Linked DNA regions of Mus musculus: region 1 is linked to region 2. A link is a contact called in public HiChIP or PLAC-seq data. All regions are on one chromosome and are shown on one strand. The core of a region is the stretch at or near the end of the contact, and the rest is flanking DNA. Distances in the headings are between cores, read along the strand shown. Region 1 overlaps Map3k20 (mitogen-activated protein kinase kinase kinase 20). Region 2 overlaps Rapgef4 (Rap guanine nucleotide exchange factor (GEF) 4).

Region 1 (3,263 bases), core at 722-3,221, 130 kb after region 2:
AATTAACAAACTCACTCACCATATTAAATGGAAAACTTGTGGTTCTGTTGTCCTGAAAGTCTCTCCGTAGGTGTCTAAAATGTGACTTATGGTAGGATTGGGCCTGTTTTGAATGCATAATAATGTACTAAAATAGCAACCACAGGCCTGCATGCAAGGTAGCTCAGACTTTATTTTATATGTAGTAGAACTTGAATATCCCCCCTTGAAACTTATTATTCTAAGTATATAAAATCCCAAGCCAGGTTCCTGATTCTTCCTCCTACCCAGAAATTCCTGCAAAGGTGAAGCCATTCAGATCCTATTAATTTTTCTCCTCTTTTGCACTTTCCTACCGGGGAACTTTGAGGTTTTAGTCAGAGCTATTTGAATTGCCTTACAAGCGCCTTTCTCTAAGAACTGGCTGTGGTTGTCACAGTTGTGGTCTGGGATCTTCTGGGCAGAAGTGGTTGGCACTTTAGCTGGGTGGTTAACACCTTTGCATTGGAACACTCTCTTCCTACAAAGGTCTCTTACAAAGCAAATATATAGTCACTTACCATTCAATAAGGGAAGCCGCTTATATTTTGCTTTCATGGCAAAGGTAAAGATTAGCTAGCACCCACCAAATTCCTCAAACAGGAAAAGTAAAAGAAAGCAAACTAAGTTTTAAACCAATGCTGCCAGTCGCTACCTGTAAGATGGTTGGATGGGATAGTTAATTCTTGAGCTGTGATGATGAACTTAGCTATGAATTCATTCATCGGACATCATAAACTTGTCTTAACATTCCATGTTCTTAAGATGCTTTCATGTAATATCACTGTCACGTCTCTGCAGGACCATAGGACACAGGGAGCACCTGTGAGTGCCCATAGCACACAGGGAGCACCTGTGAGTGTCCATAGCCCACATGGAGCACCTGTGAGTAGGCAAAGAGACATGCTGACACTGGCAGTTGCCTGAGCATTGTGGAAACGCACCTACACAGATGGAAACAGCCCTCACAGCTCTTTACTGACGTACGTCTTGGGTGCTCAGCTAATTACACTCCTGTTATTACTTAATGGTACTTAGGGTGGATAGATAGCAAACAAATCAAGTGACAGCTTCCAGCTGTGCTCTCGATTCCTTAGTGTTCCTGTTCTAGCTGCAGCACCCACTCTGTCGACTGTCACATGGTCCTATCTGAGAGCCAAACCTCTTGGCTCCAGAGTAACGCTGTCACTCTCCCAAGAGAGCTGCCTCTCTGCTAAAGAAGAGTGGGGAGGAGAAGGAACAGATTTGAGTAGCAGATTGGAAGCAGAGTTGCCGGAGAAGGAAGGTTGGAAGAGCAAAAGTCCACAAAGCTAATGAGATCCCTCTTGCCTGATTAGAGAACTAATTCCCTACGACAAATTCTTATGTGTTCGCCCTCAGAAAATGGGCCCTTTTGCTCATATTCCTAAGTGATATGTAATATGTGGGAATTATCTCAGATGGTCTGCAAAAGGAAAAAGGAATCAAGACTTTACGACTGATTTCAACCCTTTCCCCTCCAGTGACATATAAACATTAAATAGGAAAACTTGACTCTTGTTTCTCCTTCAAATCCAGCCTGTACGCTTCTGGTTTGACCGTGATTGAAGTCACTGAAGCAATAATATGTTGAGACATTAGAGAATGAATAATTCATTCTGAGATTTGACTCATGCGTTTGGAAATAGGTATTGCTCAACGTCTTTGCTGTTGAGAGCTGCCCTCAAAGCTGCAAGGATCCTCTTCCTGATGAGGAGGGGGAGGAGGGAAGCAAGAACTTCTGCAATTGTATACAGCAGACAATTAAAGCAGGCCAGCTTGAGTCCCACCTCAGTCCAAAGCTCTCCCAAACCTCCACAGTGGGACTGGTCAGATATTAATAATTCACAAATACTTGAAGCAGGAGAGAGCATTTTTCAATTCTTCTCGGTGGTTTGAAATAAAAACAAAGCAGAAGACTCCATAAAAAACAGATTGAATGGAATTTTGTGATTACAGCACGTAGATGCACATCAAGTTTTCAGAGCTGGGTACAACTCACCGCGCACCATTAATTTATAGTACTTTTGCTTCTGATAATTTGACTCAGAGTCAGGCAGTGTCTACATTGTAAGGTTTTATCGTCGAATATTCCCTTTTGAAATCTTTGTCAGCAAGTACAAAAACCATCTAGTCTTGCTTCAAGTCATAGTCAAATAGACCATACCTGAAAATTATTTGGAAATTTGAGTTTAAAGCAAGGAAGACATAACTATGAAATTCAGTCACGTAGACTACTAAGTACCATGTAAGCAGCAGCCATTGAGCTGCACAGCTTGAATATGGAGAACTTGCTATTAAATGAGACCCTTTATCCCAGTTACATCACTTAAGGTCATTTAAGTTGCTACTACTTCTGTTAACTTGACTCTCTTCAGTGATATCATTAAGTAACAAGAGTTAAAACCTTTTTGTTATTTTCTTTGTTCTTTTGATTCCTCAATATATAATAACCAGAGTAGTTGAGGGAGAGTTGCTATTAATAAATTCTCCTCATAAAATTGTAGTGTTCTATGTACTTAAAGAGAAACCAAGGACACTTACTAAATTACTTTGGTGGGCATCTCATAAAAAACAATGGGGATCCTGTTGGCTTTGGTGTGAGGAAGGACTGTTCCCTCCACTGTTTGAGAAAGAGGACATGAGATGAAAGGAAGTACTGCGTAGAAATATGTTTTTCCTATATTCTGTCTTTGCCTGGAACAGAAAAGACTGAACACTTTTAAGGAGTAACCATGAAATATATCTTAAAGTATAGTTTCTCATTCAAATCAATAGAATTATCTACATCTGATGCACCCAGTAGATAGAGTACATTAACTCATATCATACATTTATCAGAGTAAATTTGGCATTTTATTCTTCTGAGAAGAAAAAATGTTTTGTAAGTATTGCACATCTATTAGAGGATCGCAATGCCTTTGCTCATCAGTGGACCAGCTGCACACCACACAGTTCTGTCCTCTCCCAGGCCCGGCGGAAAAGTGACAGTGCTGCAGCTAGCTCAGTGGCCACAGATATCCAAGTTGAGCACCACAGAGCCTAAGCCTGGGCGGACAGCACATGCACTTGGTAGTGGATGCTCAGGGGCCATTATGGTCAATCTGTGCTCTGTGCATGAGTTTGAGAAAATCACGGTGTCCTTGTTAGCTACTGTAAGAAGTGAGGTCCTGTATCAGCTTAGCTAAAGATATTGTTACTAATGTAGACATATGCGATTTTTCTTT
Region 2 (3,155 bases), core at 235-2,734:
ACTCTTCACCTCAAAACCGACATTTCAAAACATGCCCAACACTATCCCCCAAATCCTTTCCAACACCAAAAACTCCCGAAAGCGTTGGGCACTGAGTACTGGTCCCTTTGTGGTTCTGATCCAGTTTTTTCACAATCTTTCCCAGACTCCCTTGCCGGAACAGGAAGGCCCGACCACTGGGACAGTGGGAACATTTGAGCTGATGAGCTCGAAAGACCTGGCGTACCAGATGACAACCTACGATTGGGAACTCTTCAACTGTGTGCATGAGGTAAGACGCCCAGCAAGGAGCGTCCATGGGCTCCATAGGATTCTGAGTGAAGCCTGCTGGCCTGACGCCACTCATGTTTCCGTGTGCTACCATATGGAAACCACATGATGGGTTTTGTGCATGCTGAGCTTATAAAACCCGTAAGTATTAAAGAAAAAAAAAATCTCTGTGATGCTATGCTATGTCTTCCAGAGTCTATTAAGCCAATAACACCTAGTTTATATTTATATATTCCACAAGCTTCATGAAAGCCCTTCAAATCTATATGACAAGGTACATCCGGGTTAGCGATTGAATTCACATCTGCTGCTTGATAGAACACTTTCCTGACAAACGGAGGAGCCAGGCTGGCGTTTTGATTTAAAAGCCAACAAATAAGTAAAATTGTTTTCCTTTCTGTTCTAGCTGGAGCTAATCTACCACACATTTGGAAGGCATAATTTTAAAAAGACCACGGCAAACTTGGATTTGTTCCTGAGGAGGTTTAATGAAATTCAGTTTTGGGTTGTCACTGAGGTCTGCCTTTGTTCCCAGCTCAGCAAACGTGTTCAGCTTTTGAAAAAATTTATCAAGATAGCGGCTCAGTAAGTGTCTTTAACTTTGGAGAAAGAATAAAAATGTCCCTGAACTCTGTTCTCATGGAAAACACCTTACAAAGAGAAACGGGTGTAAGAACAACCAGCAGTTGAATTCTTGAAAGAGAAGAATGTCTTCTAGCTTTTTAATAGTTAACATCAATATATAAATTAACATCTTGTAGTACTGATGCTGGAGTCAAAGGGGGGGGTGTGTTTTGCTCTGAACTCTTCAGATTTCCCCCACCCCCACCCCCCTTTGAAGAATGCTATTGAAGTCAACAAAAGTTCCTTTAGAAACTTTGGTTGCAAGGCTCTGGAAGCCGATGTGGCACATAACACGTTCTCACCAGTAGAGGGCAGTAGAACATGCTGGAACAACAGCTCACAGCTCAGGCAGAATAAAATCAGTAAAACGCATACAGGCCAGCTAACCTGGCACTAGGAAATCATCTCCATGCACATCAGAGAAAGCAAACATCTTATAAATATTCTATTTAAAAGCACTTCTTGGGAAACAATTTATTTACTGCAGGGGCCAGTTAGGTTTCTCCCTGACATGAATTTAATCTTCTCCTGCTATTTAGATATGCTTGACAACCTCCTGTTTACTTCCATGTTTTTGGTATCACCACAGTGCTAAAAATAAAAAAGCTAAATGTGGCTTGTGCTGCGAGACTCCTTCCCTTTCTAAATGCAGAGCCCGAGCTCGGGGAGGTTAGGAGAATGAGCGACCCCAGCCAGGCGTTTTCTTGAGCCAAACAGTTCAGATCCCACACACTCTCTTGATTTCCAGAGCTAAACAAAGAAGGGAAAGCGGCTTGGTGTTTTATAGAAGCCAGCTTGCCAAATGCCTTGAGTTGTTTTGCCAGATTTCGAGGAGACAATAGAATACCAGATCCTTTGAATCCAGGAGCTGCTTGCCTTGCCTTTTGGGAAAGCTGGCTGTTTGAAGACAGGTTTGGTGCGGCCACTTTCCCTAGCGGCGCGGTCAGGCGGCCTCTGTGCAGTGAGCAGATGCCTTCATGTGTTTGGAATGAGTGGCTTATGGAAACTATGACAGGGTGAGCTTTCCCATCATAGAGAGCTTGTTCTCTCTTCACCTTAGCCTGCTGGTGCCAAGTGCAGCAGGAAGGAAGAGAGGACCTGCCTGTCAGTTTACAACAGAGCAGGCAACACAGAAAAGGCTCTCAAAACACCCAGGAGTTTGTTTTGTTTGTTTGTTTCTGCCTTTGTAATGTATCCCCTATCTTCCTGACTCTCTGTATTATACAGGTAGACTTGGCCTTTCCTGCAAATCAGCTGACTATTTAGCCATATTCAGCCCTGTGCTGAGGCTGCTGTCCCGCCATGAACCTGTTCACTCAACCCAGTTAGTACAGACTCTAGGCTTTCCTAACCCTGAGTCTACAGGAATAGACAGAAGCCTCTAGACCAGTGGTTTTCAGCCTTTGGGTCTCGATCCGTTTGGGGGTCACATATCAGGAATCTTGCGTATCAGATATTTACATTACAATTCATACAATGATTGTTGTGAAGTAGCAACAGAATAACGTTATGGTCGGAGGTCCCCACAACGTGAGGAACTGTATTAAAGGGTCACAGCATTAGGAAGGTTGAGAGCCACTGAGGTAGACAATAGCATCTGTTTTGCTTGCTGTCTTTAGAAAAGCTGCAGCATTTTCTTTTAAGTTCTTGGCCCAGTCTGGAGCTTAGCAAAATTAAAGAGGCAAAGCTGGGGTAGGTGCTTTAGTCCTGTATTCACAGGAGAAAAAACCGAGACAGGAAGTCATCTCCTGGCTTGCCTTGAATGATAAGCAAAGCTGCAAATGGAGCAGGTCTGCCGCTCTGGATTTATTATCTCCAAGTCACCCACACAAGGCAAAGGCCAGTGATGCAGGTGGAGATGCCGGCCCTTGTTCTGGGAGCCACTACCCTAGCATTGTGACATCCTTGCTTGCTTTCTCGTGTGTGAGCCGATCCACCATAACTCCTCTAAAGTGCATTTCCCCACCGCCACGACCTATGAAGAACGGCTCGTGGCTACTTTTTGAGTTGAATATGAGCAGCCAAAGCAACCATTCAATGAGCCTTCTGCAAAAATGTTTTGTTCAAACATTATTTATTTACTTTTATTTTGTAGAACATGATTTTAATATTTTCAAACAATAATTATTTTAAGATATATTTCATTGTTAGGTCTCCCTTTTCATTTCTGAATTTATAATTTGGATACTGTCTCTGAGCAATCTGGTTAGGCTGGCTAAGGATTTATCTATCTTGTTGCTATTCTCAAAGAACCAGCTCCT

What was found. HiChIP or PLAC-seq counts read pairs in DNA pulled down with a chosen protein or histone mark.
Region 1: a contact with region 2 is called in an H3K27ac HiChIP or PLAC-seq map of heart atrium, with 16 read pairs. The contact joins two enhancer-like sites. A contact is called at or near these places in 3 of 39 promoter capture datasets (the C10 cell line, embryonic stem cells and liver), 3 of 484 Hi-C or Micro-C datasets (erythroblasts, nephron progenitors and olfactory sensory neurons), 3 of 115 datasets of contacts at active chromatin or transcription factors (bone marrow-derived macrophages, heart atrium and microglia) and 2 of 9 other capture datasets (adipose tissue and liver).

Annotation. Positions count from the first base shown.
Region 1 is chr2:72,365,025-72,368,287 of GRCm38.p6, forward strand. The region is part of intron 4 of Map3k20 (mitogen-activated protein kinase kinase kinase 20); the gene reads left to right. Among named protein-coding and RNA genes, the nearest start is that of Gm52556, 15 kb to the left of the region's middle. Within about 2 kb of position 1,972, at least 72 of the 459 cell types and tissues checked have an H3K27ac peak or open chromatin away from gene starts, as enhancers often do. A contact at or near this core is called in adipose tissue, bone marrow-derived macrophages and heart atrium, where this site is marked.
Region 2 is chr2:72,233,932-72,237,086 of GRCm38.p6, forward strand. Rapgef4 (Rap guanine nucleotide exchange factor (GEF) 4) reads left to right here. Exons shown (of 31, transcript NM_001204165.1): 24 at 146-271; 25 at 677-855. Among named protein-coding and RNA genes, the nearest start is that of Map3k20, 50 kb to the right of the region's middle. Within about 2 kb of position 1,485, at least 65 of the 459 cell types and tissues checked have an H3K27ac peak or open chromatin away from gene starts, as enhancers often do. A contact at or near this core is called in adipose tissue, bone marrow-derived macrophages and heart atrium, where this site is marked.